Regions from separate parts of the Sus scrofa genome. Here regions 2 and 3 are each linked to region 1. A link is a contact called in public Hi-C and promoter capture Hi-C data. All regions are on one chromosome and are shown on one strand. The core of a region is the stretch at or near the end of the contact, and the rest is flanking DNA. Distances in the headings are between cores, read along the strand shown. Region 1 holds the start of ARHGAP9 (rho GTPase-activating protein 9). Region 2 holds the start of PA2G4 (proliferation-associated protein 2G4). Region 3 holds the start of MYL6 (myosin, light chain 6, alkali, smooth muscle and non-muscle).

Region 1 (4,395 bases), core at 496-2,995:
ATCTGTAGTACTCGGAATTTCCTGGGCCAGGGATCCAACTGCACAGCAGCTATAACCAGAGCCACAGTAATGACAATGTTGGATCCTTAACCTCCTGAGCCACCAGGGAACTCCTATATATATATTTAGAAGTGTCCAGCTCATAAGTACTCTAAGATATCAATTATTCTTAAAGGGGTACAAAGACGATAAAGAAGGGTCCCTTTCTCAATTACTGACATGCGCTTCCTTGAGTAGTGTATACTTACTGCCAAACTCTGCTTTCTTACTCCCCAGCAATCTGAACTTTTTCCTACACAGACTCATTTCCCTTTAATGTTAGCACCTGGCTGTATACGCGCTTCAGACTGGTATGAAATAAATATATAATTGTCACATTCTTTTTTACTAATAGGATACCTACACTAATTTTCATTATGTCACTAAAATACGCTTATCTATCAATTCCAGAACTCTCTTATGAGCTCGAATCGAGAGTGGGCCATTGCGAGTAGCCGCAGTCTTGACGTCGCCACTTCAGCGAGATAACTGTACCCCTCGGTATCCTTCACCGCTCTCGGGAGGCGTTAGAGGATTACAAGCCGGATCCCACACATAAAGGTCCTTTCTGGCCCTCCCATCAAAAAGATGCCACTCTGGCACTGCGTTTACGGCCTCTTCGTCTCTATGGCACTCTTTTCCTGTTTCCTAGTGTTGTATGATGGGAGAAATAGTCTACTTCCGGAACCCAGGCCCGGGGAACAGCTTTAGTCGGAACTCCATTTCCCGGCGTGCCGCGCGGCAATCGCTTATCCCTCTGGCGGGAGACCGGTTCCGGTTGCATCAGCGTGGGACCCACGGCGAAATGAGATTGTTCGTGAGCGAGGGCGCCCCGGGGAGCCTGCCTGTGCTAGCTGCGGCCGGGAGGGCCCAGGGCAGAGTGGAGCTGCTCATCAGCACTGTAGGCCCCGAAGGTAGACGGGCTGGTGCTGGTGGGCGGTGGATGAGGAGGGCGGGACGCGAACACGCCCGACACCCACCCTACAGTTGTCTTTTACCACCCCCCATCCCCCCACCATGCACTCCCGTCAGATTTCTCCCGCAATGTCCTTGGGCACCCCATCCCGTTTCCCTCCCAGTCACATCTTTCATCGGTTACCTAATTCTCCTCAGTGTCCCCTTCCCTCATCTTTTGCCTCCCCTTCTTCGTTTCCCAGGACCTCGCCTTACTTCAGTGAAACTCTTTCCCTTTATTAACCTCCCACACCTACCCGGCACTCCCCCCCGACCCCACACACACTCGCTAGTCACTCACATGACAATTCCCCAGGCACCCCTTTCCTTTGTTCTTAGGAAACCCCACTCGCCTCTCCTAAACCCAGACACACATATTCCCTTCGGTTTACCTCTTCTCATTCCCAGCCATCTGTTTGACTCTTAAGAGGTTCTCTTGTCCATCCTCCCAGTTCTCTTAATTTTGTTCTTCCAGTGTAGCTCAGATCTCTCAGATATCCTAGTTACTTTCAGTTGTTTCAGTTCTTGGCTGCAGCACTACCCCAATACCACCGCCTCCCGTCTGCAACTCCCATCTGTTGTTTCCAGCTGGCAGTCTCAGCTGAACACCTGCTGGTCTCTCCAGCGTATTCTGGACCCACCCCCTTTCAGTGGTCCTATCCTGGAACCTCTCCTTGAGACGGCCCATCTTTCTTCCCCCAGGCCCCCAACACTGTGAAGTTGTCCTTCTAAGTTGACAGAGTATTTGTTTTCTTTTCCCTGTATTTCACCCATTTTCCTGTTCTGCATCAGAGTGTGTGGTTCCATTCCTGACTCGGCCTAAGGTCCCTGTCTTGCAACTGGATAGTGGCAACTACCTCTTCTCCGCCAGTGCAATCTGTCGGTCAGTATTGGTCCTTGATTCAGGGAGGTGGCTGAATAAAATCAGGGATTATTGTCCTCTGTGGCCTTATTTACAATCACTGTTTCACTAGGGGGTGAGAAACAGGCCCCTCTCATTCTACCTTCTGTTGCTCTCTCCCTGGTTAGATACTTCTTTCTGTTGTCTGGGTGGGAGCAAGATGACCTCACCAACCAGTGGCTGGAATGGGAAGCAACAGAGCTGCAGGTAAGACTGAGATGTGGGGGAATCACAGGCAGGCAGGCCATTGCTTTGCATGGCCATCCTGACTTGTGTCTCCCGCATTTTAGCCAGCTTTGTCCGCTGCCCTGTACTATTTAGTGGTCCAGGGGAAGAAGGGGGAAGATGTTCTTGGCCCAGTCCGGAGAGCCCTGACTCATATTGACCACAGCCTGAGTCGTCGGAGCTGTCCTTTCCTGGCTGGGGTGAGTTGGGCCTTGAGATGGGGATTGGGGAAAGCTGTGTGGTATGAGAGTTAGGAAAGAACACTGTATTCAGAGTTCCGACCCCCAAACTGCCTCTCAACTAGCAGTGTAACCTTTAAAACTCACTACACTTGGAAGTTCCCGTTGTGGCTCAGTGATAGCAAGCCCGACTAGTATCAATGAGGATGCAAGTTTGATCCCTGGTCCCGCTCAGTAGGTTAAGGACCCGGCGTTGCCAGGAGCTGTGGTGTAGGGCACAGATGCTGCTCAGATCCCACATTGCTGTGGCTGTGGCGTAGGCTGGCGGATATAGTTCTAACTTGGGATCTTCTACATGCTGCAGGAGTGGCCCTAAAAGACAAAAAAAACAAAAAAAAGAGCAGCAACAAAGAGACCTCAATAAATTCAAACCTTCAGTTTTTCATCTTTGAAAGGGGGTAATATTAGCATTCACTTCAGTGGGTTGTGAAGACTGAGATAATTAAAATATGCTTAATACGGTGCTTGATACCTTGTAAGTGTGTAGCAAATGTATGAAATGTGACATTCATTGGGAAGAAACTGAGTGCCTCACCTGCCTCTTTCTTTGCTTTTCTCAACAAAGGAGACAGAATCTTTAGCTGACATTGTTTTGTGGGGAGCGCTGTACCCGTTACTCCAAGACCCAGCCTACCTTCCTGGTGAGAACTGCCCATTGCTTCACCCCTAGCTCCAACACCAGGAGCTTGGTGTAGGGGTAACAGAGTGGGTAGGTGAATAATGAGGAACCAGTTTGAGGTGTAGCTTGATGGGCAGCTATAGCAGAAAGAGGGCTGAGGGAACTGGGAAAGCCAGCTGGAGAAACTTCATGAAGAAGAGGCTGGAGTTCTCATTGTGGCTTAGTGGTAACAAACTGGACTAGTATCTATAAGGACGAGGGTTTGATCCCCTGCCCCACTCAGTGGGTTAAGGATCTGGCGTTGCCGCCAGCTGCCATGTAGCTCAAAGACTAGGCTTGGATCTGGTGTTGTTGTGGCTGTGGTGTAGCCCGGCTGATTCGATCCCTAGCCTGGGAACTTCCATATGCCTTGGGTGTGGCCCTAAAAAACCAAAAAAAAAAAAAAAAAAAAAAAAAAAGAAGGGGTTGGGCCACCCTCCCATCTTCCCATGTTAGGTCTTGCTGATTGCCTCTTTTCTCCCCTGCCCACAGAGGAGCTGGGTACCCTGCACAGCTGGTTCCAGACGCTGAGTTCTCAGGAGCCATGTCAGCGAGCTGTGGAGACTGTGCTGAAGCAGCAGGGTGTGCTGGCCCTCCGGCCCTACCTCCAAAAGCAGCCCCAGCCCAGCTTCCTTGAGGGGAGAGCTGTCAGCAATGAGCCTGAGGTTTGGAACAAAGCAGAGGGGTTCCCACAGAGCCTCAGTGCTTCAGGTGGGCGGTGACTTGAAGAGCGCTTTTGAGCGAGGCTACTAACTTTTTCCGTTGTTGGAAAGCAAAGAGAGAATTTCTTTATGGGCTCCTCCCCCCCGGCCGTCACCCAGTGAGGGATACTCTCTACTCTTCATAGGAGGAGGAGCTGGCTACCCTATCTGAGGAGGAGATTGCCATGGCTGTAGCTGCTTGGGAGAAGGGCCTGGGAAGCTTGCCCCCACTTCGGCCGCAACAGAATCCAGTGTGAGTTGGCACAGATGAGTGGGGCTTGGTTTCTTATGTGGAAATTATTGATAGAGCCAGTATCTGCCTATCAAGTCCCCTTTGCTGATCTTTCTTTAATTTTCTGTCCTCTTCACCTAATAGTTGGCTAATATTTTGGACATACTGTCCATCAGTTCTCTCTGCACCCATGTTTTCAGCTACTTTCTACCTCTTGATTGCACCTAAATCTACTTCTCCAGTTCAGATCTCTATTCTGAGCTCTGGACATATTTGTCAGACTGTGTCCTAGATTCCTCAGCCTCCATTGGCATTTCAAACTCAACGTGTCCAAAACCAAACCTATTACTGTCCCTGCCAGCTTCTCTTTCTCCTTTGTACATTTGTCTTAGTGAATGACTCCCACGTTCCACCTAAAAATTCAGGCCAGAAATCTTCCTGTTATC
Region 2 (4,395 bases), core at 1,149-3,648, 1.3 Mb before region 1:
AGAGTTGCCCACTCAACCCTGTGCCCACCATGCCCAATGCCAGCACAACTCCAGATGAGGACTATGAATATATGAATCGGCGACGTGGTGGAGGGGGTCCTGGGGGGGATTATGCAGCCATGGAGGCCTGCCCAGCAGCTGAGCAAGGGTATGAAGAAATGAGAGCTTTCCAGGGGCCTGGACACCATGGCCCTCAGGTCCATTATGCCCGCCTCAAAACTCTACGTAGTTTAGAAGCCACTGACTCCGCCTTTGATAACCCGGATTACTGGCATAGCAGGCTTTTCCCCAAGGCTAATGCCCAGAGAACATAACCTCTGCTTCCTGAATACCTCAGGGAGCATTTGATGGCAGCTAGTGCCTCTAGAGGGTACCCCTCTTCTCTTTAGCCCCTCTCCCTCACAGGTCTCAGCGCCATTTCCCTAGTCCCAGACAATTCCATTCAAACTTTGGAGGCCTTAAACGTGTTGACACAACGTTCTTGTGGTATATAGCCAGCTGTGCACTTTCTTCTCTTTCCCAATCCCAGGAAAGGAGATAGTTTTCCTTATTTTGTGCTCTTTCCCAATCCTATTCCTCAACTTTCTCAGGGGAACTCCCTGGAGATATGAAGGATTCCTCCCCATATCCCTTTCTCTCAGACTCTGACTTGTTGAGACTAGGCTTTAAAGTGTGACTTTGTTTCCCAGCAGACTTTTAAGGAAGAGGAAAGGAGGGAAAATGGCAGGAGAAAGTGAGATTTTTGGCTTATGATTCTTAACCCCCTAGAAAGAATGAGATGCTTAAAAATCTTGTGAAGAAAGAGGTTGGGAGTATATAGTAATGATTACTGTTCATTGAACGTTGACTGTGTGCCAAGTATCATCTAAACTTACCCATCTCACTTAATCCTTGACACCAATTCTGTGAGCTAGGCATTATCCCATTTTACAAATAAGGAAACTGAGCCTTAAGGAGATTAAGTAAATCAAGTAGCAGGTCCAGGATTCAAAATTTTCCAATGCACCATGCTCTTAGTGTAAGGTGTCAAAGAAAACTGATGAAAGTCAGAGCACTAGTAAGAGGTATTGTCTTCTTGTGTTTGCACTGAATCAAGTCTAACCCCAATATCCACAGCCTCCTCCTACACCTGGACTGCTCATCTCAGCAAGTGGGAGTAAGGGGGTGGACAGAAGGAAAAATAACTGGACATCTCTGTGTAAACCGTAATCTTCGTGTGCTACATATGATATCTGCCTAAGGGACAGACTCAGACGGTCCCCAGAGCCATTTTTTAGGAGCAGTTCTCATTCAGTAGTGGGAAGCTTCCAGTGGAGATGAAAAAGAGGACCCGGCTTCAGACCTCAGTTCCTTTGAATGGGAAACTGGGAGTATCTGTTTTTATCCCTCAAGTTTTTGTTTTGTTTTTATACATGTCTGAATAAAGATGCCAAGGTTTTGCAGCTTCTTGTCTAACGACAAACTTTAGTGAGTGGACAGATCAGCCCTTTTCTCCGTTCCACAGCAGAGAATGGCTACCATGGCATGCTTCCTTCTCTGTCTCCCCACAGTCCTACTTGGCCCCCTGTAGCTTTCTCCAGCCCCACTTTCCTTATAGTCTCTTTAGACAAGCAAAGGGTACAGTCCTTTTCATTTAAGCGTTTTACTAGGAATCTGTATAGGGCAACCGACTAACTGGGAGTAACAAAACAACCAAACAAAACACGTTTGGGGCAGTTAGAAAAGGCCCCAAGAGGTAGAATACTGAAACTCTCAAACGTTTCACAACTTTAAAAAAAAGTGTCCGTCTTAGGTGCCATCAAAGCCTGTTGTTGGAACAATAGTGCCATCTTCAGAGGGAGCCGGCCTCTAGACTTGGAAGGCTGTACATGGATAATCCCACAGAAATCTGGTGCCCAGTTAGTCCCTGCTCCACGCACTCCGGGTCTCCTTCCACACTCGCTCTGCCCCTCCCAGCACCTGAGGACGATCGGACTGGCCAGGCCGGTCCGCCTGCCGCTCCAGGGATCCGAGGAAGGGCGTACCCAGCCTCCCCGCCCTTGATACAATCACCCCCACTCGTCTCTGCTCCACCCTGCCCCGCAGCCTCCAAACCCACGTCCCCGCCGTAGCTCCGCCCCCTTCTCCCTTAGCCCGCCTCCCTCTATTACGGGTTCTCGCTCAGCGCTCCTGGTGGATATGGTTTTTCCGGGAGAGACCACGCTTCCCCTCATGCTCTCCAACGGCTCCGCCTTCCCGCCGGAGCCTGACCCTTCCCAGCGTGCTTGGCGATTCCGGCGTGCGAGGCCCTCGGAGGGCAAGGCCCCAGGGCCTGGCTTAGGGGCGCGAAAGGCAGGCTGGGAATTGTAGTTCGCGAGTCCGCGAGGGCAGCTAGAGGCTGGCGGCGGGAGGGACTCGTTGTCCCAGCATGCCCTGCGCATCAGCCCGCGCGCTCGCAGTTTCTCGCTCTCGCCCGCCCGCTCCCTAGCTTGCTCGCGCTTTTGCTCGCGCTCTCCTCGCGGATCGAAGGGGCTCTGGCCACAGCCTGTGGTTGGGAAGGGCGACAGAGGCAGCGGCTCAGGAGAAACGAGGCTGCGGTGGTGGTGGTGGGAAGATGTCGGGCGAGGACGAGCAACAGGAGCAGACTATCGCCGAGGACCTGGTCGTGACCAAGTATAAGATGGGGGGCGACATCGCCAACCGTGAGTGCGGCCTCGGGGGTCCGGAGATCGAGGCTGGGAGGGAGAGGCAAGGGGGACGGTGCTTGACGAGCCGGTGAGGGGCTGGAGCGGTGGGGTCATGCAGAGTGGGCTAGTGAGGGCCCCCCGCGGGTCTGCTGGGTTTGGCGTGGTGGGAAGGCTCGTTATCGCGTTTGGGACCTGAGCGGCTAGGCCTGGGCTGGAGTCTGTGAAGATGCAGGCGGGTGGCAGGGAAGAGCGCAGAGCGGGGCCCCGGCTGGCTCCGACCCTAGGCCCTTGGTAAGGAGGCAGGGCGTATGTCCTGCTCTTCATCCTTCTGTCTGGATCTCTGCCTCTGATTTTGGCAGCAGGGAGGCCACCTCGGAAACGAAACGCTCCTCTATTTTGTCGCTGCTCCCCGCCGTCAGGAGCCTAGCCGGCACGTGTTGCCGGGTCCCCAGCGGATCGCCGGCTCCCTTCCTCCGCTACAGTCCCTGACACTAGCTTCCCTACCACGTGCTTTGCTGTAGTCTTTCGTTCTTTACTTCAGCTCCCTCCCTGGAGGGGGCCGCCTTCTACTCTTGGGCCAGCTCAGGGACCGTTGGAGGGTACCCCTGGAGAACCCCTAACATAACTCTTGGAGACGTATCTGGTTGTTCTTGAAGTTATCATCTCCAATCTGCGCAGATAGCTTTAGTTAGTTGTCAAATTTGATTGCTCTCAGGGGTTTGACAGCTCTAGGAGTGTTTTGAGGTTCTTTTCACCCCAACCAGGCAAACCTGTGTAGAGCACTGGTAAAGGGGAGACTGACTTTATAGGATCTCGGAAGTTATCCTTATGGGGGCTCGCTCAGACTTCTCAGCAGCTGCCTGCCACTCTAGGCAGATGTCTCACTTTCTCTTTTCTCTCTTTGCGATTTAAAACCCAGTTAGGGGACAGAAGATGCTTGTCTTTGGGCTTTTAAATGGTTTTGACAGTAAAGATAGGTATTTAGGATGCCTTTGATCCTATGGCTAAAAACCTGAGTTTTTCAAACTTCCAAAAAATCCCCAAAACTTGGATCACAAAAATCAAACCTATAGTTCACTTTGGGCCTTGGAGAGGATATCCAGTGAACAGAACAATGCTTTATAACATAATGGACATTTAGTGGTTTGAAAACAGAAAAACTTTTTTTTCCTCTTGCAGTTTATAACTTCTGAGGCACTTGGGATTCCAGATACCAGTTGGAAACTCTTTTGGGTCACATACCTCATTGAGATCTGCTAAAAGCTATAAGCCCAAGCTTGCTGAAGCCCAGAGACCTTAGGTTAAGTCTCCTTGACTTGTTATATAAAGAAATAAGTCTACATATTGAGATTACTAACACTTAATTGGGGTGTCTGGGAAGGGAAGAAGGTAGCATTTAACAATGCATCAGCTTCGGGTCAGCAATTCTATGTCTGCCCTCCTGTTGTCCCTGACGCCTATAAATTTCCCCCAGTCTGCTTTGCCAGTGTGTTGGATACCTTGCTGAGAACCTCCTTGAAGTTCATGACTCTGTCCTGCACACCTCAGCTATCATCTTGGGAAAGTCTGCCTTGCCTAGGGAGACAGACAGTGCATACAGTGTCACCAGTTGTCACAATGTATAAGGAAGTGTTGGCTCTTTTTAGGAAAGGAAGGTAGCAATTTAGAGATGGATAGGTAAGTACATTCCAAGAGGCACAACTTTTTTTTTTTTTTTTTTTTTTTTTTG
Region 3 (4,395 bases), core at 999-3,498, 1.2 Mb before region 1:
CTGGAGGGTGAGGAGAAGCTGGTCCCCTGAGCCCACTGTCCATCCCAAGCCCCTGGTCAGATCCTCTTTCTATTCCCCTAACTCCAGTCCCGACCTTGAAACCTGCAACACCAGTGCTCTTTGTGTTCCCTGTGCTGCCCAGCTCAAGCACATAGTTTCTAACTCTTCTTTCTTCTGATGGTGATGGGAACCCCTTGTCAACACTGACCCCTCCTTATACTTCAGAGTTCAAGGAAGCCTTCGAGCTGTTTGACCGAGTAGGGGATGGCAAGATCCTGTTCGGCCAGTGTGGGGACGTGATGAGGGCCCTGGGCCAGAACCCCACCAACGCCGAGGTGCTCAGAGTCCTGGGGTACCCCAAGAGTGATGGTGAGGGGACCCCTGGAACAATGAGGGTTTTCAGTTTAGTGGTGGAACCGAGGAATGTGGGTAAGGTGACAGAGGATGCTGAGGTGGGTCCCCGGACTTCTAAAGCTGTCAGACCCAGGGGCAGAAAATCATCCTGAATGTTGAACAAATAAAATCCTTAGTGGGGAGTTCCCTTGTGGCACAGCAGGTTAAGGATCCGGCATTGTCACCACAGCCCCCTGGGTCGCTGCTGTGGCACAGGTTTGATCCCTGGCCTGGGAATTTCCACATGCTATGGGTGTGGCCAAAAAAAAAAAAAAAAAAAGAAAGAAAAGAAATTCGTGGTGGGGATGAGAGCTAAGTCCTAGGTGACATCACAGTGACCTCACCTTCACCTCTCTGATCTGCAGAGCTGAAGACCCGACGTATAGACTTTGAGACTTTCCTGCCCATGCTCCAGGCAGTGGCCAAGATCCAGGGGCAAGGCACATACCAGGACTACCTGGAGGGGCTTCGCGTGTTTGACAAAGAGGGGAACGGCAAAGTCATGGGAGCAGAGCTCAGACATGTCCTCACTACCCTGGGTGAGGCAGGGACCAGAACTGTGGGGTGGAGAGGAGGGGGTGAACCAAGAAGAAGGTTAGCCAAGCAGGCAGAGCCAGGGAGGGATTACTGTCCTGGAGGTCATGGGCAGAAGACCGAGAAGGTCAGAGCCTGCTTCTGGGGTACAGATGCCTCCCAAAGGGCAGAGGAAAGGGGATGAGATGGGAGATCTGAGCTTCTATTTTGGAAGAGATGGTTGGCCTCTGTGATATGGTATGTGTCTCTTAATCCTCTGAAATTCAGTTTCCTTGTCTGTGGAGCTTTCACCAGGTGTAACTGAGGTGAAATGGAAAGCAAGATGCTGGGAGGCATTCAAGGCATGCGCATTACAAGGACAGGATTCTCTTGGGGGACTGTTGCTATGGGCAAGTCTCCAGGGTGGGAGAAGAGGTACCACCCAGAAGAATGAGGCCTGGGTTGATGAGGGAGGGAAGGCAGGGGCTAAAACGCTGTGTCTGGGGTTTAGGAGAGAGGATGACTGAAGAGGAGGTGGAGACAGTTCTGGCAGGACATGAGGACAGCAACGGCTGCATCAACTATGAAGGTGAGCGGCTAGGAGCTGAAGAGACAGGGGAAGAGGGGAAGCATGAGGCTCCTCGTATGTGGGGGCGCGTCCTGTGGCCCAAATTATCTAAAGTCAGATGGATTATCAAGACCATCTTCTGAAGCCCCTCTTGCCTCCTCTCTCTGCAGCCTTCCTGAAGCACATCCTGAGCGTCTGAGCTCTACAGGTAGGGCCCTCCCACTTCGCCTTGTGAGGCCAGCCTGCTTCCCTTCCCTCTACCAGAGACATACGTTTCCACGTCCTGCTGCGCGCTTGAGCTCCAGGATTTGGCAACGTTCATCTTTTTCCACAGGTGCAGTGGGGCTCGACAAGGAGTCCCCCTACCCCTCGCGGGCGAAAGCAAGTTCCTGCCGCTAGGAGGCCACCTATTGTTTCAAAATAAAGTGACGGTTCCTCCCCTAAACCTCCGACTCTTGCTTTCTTCAGAGGTGGGGGAGGGAAGGAAGGAAAGGGAGGGATCTCCTCTCCCAAATCCGACATCCCCCGATTTTCCTGCGGCTCGCAGGAGGAGATTCCTTGCGCCCCACCCCACCCTCCTCTGCGGTTTCTGTGCCCCGGGTAGGACTATTCTGAAAAATGAGCCGCAGCGGGCCCCGCCCACCTCCTTACTAATGTAGCAGCAGCATCTGCATAAGACCGGGCCAGGATCCCTATTGGCTGGGTCAACGGAGGGTGACGTCATTGGGACGTACTAAGACTAGGGTTGGGCCGAGAACCGGAGCCATTACTGCAGGAAAAGGTCCCGCAGAGCCAAGCAGTCAAGATGGTGGGGCCCGGGGCTGGGAGGATGAGCGGGATTGGGGGCGAGAGGCGGGAAGCCGGGGGTAGGGGGCGAAGAGAAGGCAGAAGGTAGGGGGCAAAGGGACTTGAGGGTTGGAGGTGGGGTTGGAGATGTTGAGAGCCTGCCCTGCTGGGAAGCGAGAGTGCCCAGGATGGAACAGGAGTTCGTGGTTCAGAGTTCTTGGGACGGGGCTGGAAGCTTGGGGGATTGGAGTTAAGATGCTGATCGCTCCCCTCTTCTCCGAGCAGTGTGACTTCACCGAGGACCAGACCGCAGGTAGGTAATCTCTGACCCCGCTGAGGTCATGCTTAGGGAGAGGGACATTCCTTCTAGCACCTACCCCCTACCTGTCATTTCTTCAGCACCCACAAGGGAGTACCTCGTGGATTCCCTTCTCCCTCCTTCTGGGCCTCCATTTTCTTTTCTCAATCTTTCTTCCTCCCTCCCTTTCTACTCTAGATCTGAGCCCCAAGCACCGGGTGAGTTCTGTAGGTGGTGTGAGCATGTGAAACAGCTTGGCCACCAATGTCTGCCGTGTGTGGGGCTCGGGAGTGATGTATTAAGCTGCTTGTGCTCCTCTGTTCCTTAATCACCTCCTTCTGCCTCTTCTCTCCTCCTGTGCTAACTTTCCCCCTCCCCCAGCTTGGAATTGTGAAGGTTGTAAGAAGCAGTGACCTGTTGTTTTGCTGGTACAGGGGAGTTTGTTGAGGACGCTTCTTTGCAGCTATACTCTCTGAAAGATTTCTTTCTGTACTGAAGGGGTGAGAGTGGCAGGCTGGGATGACCCCAGTCCCAGGCTGCTGCTCCCACTTCCTTATAAGGACAAGGCCCAGACTGGGCGGTGGCAAATTCCTGCCCTGAGTACTGTAGTGAGGAGGCTGGGCAGGCTTGCTGTAGGCAGAGGGGGTATGGAAATGGCAGTTACCACTCTGCCAGGGCTTGAGGAGAGCTGTCTTTATGTGGGACACCTGAGTTGGGAAGAAGGGACACTAGATCCCTCTTAGAGGGCTTGGGTGTACAGTGGTATAAATATCTGGTTTCCTCAGCGTGATTAAAGTTGAATGGGCAACGGGGACTGTGAGGGAGGGTTTGGGTTCATCTGTGCCTGCCAGGTGCTGATGTTTATCCGAATCCTCAGAGTTCAAGGAGGCCTTCCAGCTGTTTGACCGAACAGGGGATGGCAAGATCCTGTACAGCCAGTGTGGGGACGTGATGAGGGCCCTGGGCCAGAACCCCACCAACGCCGAGGTGCTCAAGGTCCTGGGGAACCCCAAGAGTGATGGTAAGAGTCCTCAGAACAACCTGCTCAGCATGGTGGCAGGCCCGCAGTCTCCGGCTAATAGCTTCCTTTTATCTTCCTAGGCCCTGAACTCAAGCAGGTCTTGTCTAGCAAATCCCACAGATTTCTCCTGCCTTGAGTGGGAGCCCCGTAACCTCCAGTAAGAACACACGTGACTTTGCTCTCACCCCCTTTGTGGCAGAGATGAACGTGAAGGTGCTGGACTTCGAGCACTTCCTGCCCATGCTGCAGACTGTGGCCAAGAACAAGGACCAGGGCACCTACGAGGACTATGTCGAAGGCCTGCGGGTGTTCGACAAGGAGGGCAACGGCACCGTCATGGGTGCGGAGATCCGGCATGTTCTTGTCACACTGGGTAAGGCTCCGCCCTTGCTCCTTGAGCTGAGGTGCCACCTGATACACCTCACCTGTCACCCAGTTCCAGAACACTCACTCTTCCCCTCTGCAGGTGAGAAGATGACAGAGGAAGAAGTAGAGATGCTGGTGGCAGGGCATGAGGACAGCAATGGTTGTATCAACTATGAAGGTAAGGGACAAATGGAGGCTCTCACAAACGCAGTGGCTATCAGGGGCAGGTCAGGCACAGTGTTTGGGGCTTTCCTTGTCCCTGGGCTTGGGCTGCACAAAATGCCAGGAGGCAAGGGGCAGGGCCTGGCCCAGCCCAGGAGTGGGAGGCCTGGGGGGTGTGGCAGGAAAGGAAGGGCTCCTGCGGCTTGAAGGGCGGGCAAGGGGTGGGGCGTAAAACCAATGGGTGTCTTGTTCCCTCACCGCCTGATCCCCTTCACCCCACGTCTATGT

The links. Promoter capture Hi-C pulls out the DNA fragments that hold promoters and counts their contacts. A called contact is a pair of places that touch in the nucleus more often than the background predicts.
Region 2: a contact with region 1 is called in a Hi-C map of liver, with 5 times the contacts expected there. The contact joins the promoter of PA2G4 here to the promoter of ARHGAP9 in region 1. A contact is called at or near these places in 1 of 5 promoter capture datasets (liver) and 1 of 47 Hi-C or Micro-C datasets (liver).
Region 3: a contact with region 1 is called in a promoter capture Hi-C map of liver, with 20 times the contacts expected there. The contact joins the promoter of MYL6 here to the promoter of ARHGAP9 in region 1. A contact is called at or near these places in 1 of 5 promoter capture datasets (liver) and 1 of 2 datasets of contacts at active chromatin or transcription factors (skeletal muscle).

Annotation. Positions count from the first base shown.
Region 1 is chr5:22,760,434-22,764,828 of Sscrofa11.1, forward strand. It overlaps ARHGAP9 (rho GTPase-activating protein 9), which reads right to left and starts at 1,746. Exons shown (of 18, transcript XM_021091869.1): 1 at 1,386-1,746. It overlaps MARS (methionine--tRNA ligase, cytoplasmic), which reads left to right. Exons shown (of 22, transcript XM_021091867.1): 2 at 451-953; 3 at 1,786-1,876; 4 at 2,023-2,101; 5 at 2,185-2,319; 6 at 2,924-2,999; 7 at 3,509-3,681; 8 at 3,864-3,970. The coding sequence starts at 698.
Region 2 is chr5:21,493,599-21,497,993 of Sscrofa11.1, forward strand. It overlaps PA2G4 (proliferation-associated protein 2G4), which reads left to right and starts at 2,399. Exons shown (of 14, transcript XM_013988304.2): 1 at 2,399-2,681. The coding sequence starts at 2,594. It overlaps ERBB3 (receptor tyrosine-protein kinase erbB-3), which reads left to right. Exons shown (of 28, transcript XM_021091799.1): 28 at 1-1,442. The coding sequence ends at 314.
Region 3 is chr5:21,557,077-21,561,471 of Sscrofa11.1, forward strand. It overlaps MYL6 (myosin, light chain 6, alkali, smooth muscle and non-muscle), which reads left to right and starts at 2,249. Exons shown (of 7, transcript NM_001163997.1): 1 at 2,249-2,282; 2 at 2,546-2,573; 3 at 3,436-3,579; 4 at 3,779-3,952; 5 at 4,046-4,123. The coding sequence starts at 2,280. MYL6B (myosin light chain 6B) reads left to right here. Exons shown (of 8, transcript XM_003126266.3): 3 at 1-7; 4 at 226-369; 5 at 759-932; 6 at 1,418-1,495; 7 at 1,645-1,682; 8 at 1,809-1,919. The coding sequence ends at 1,673.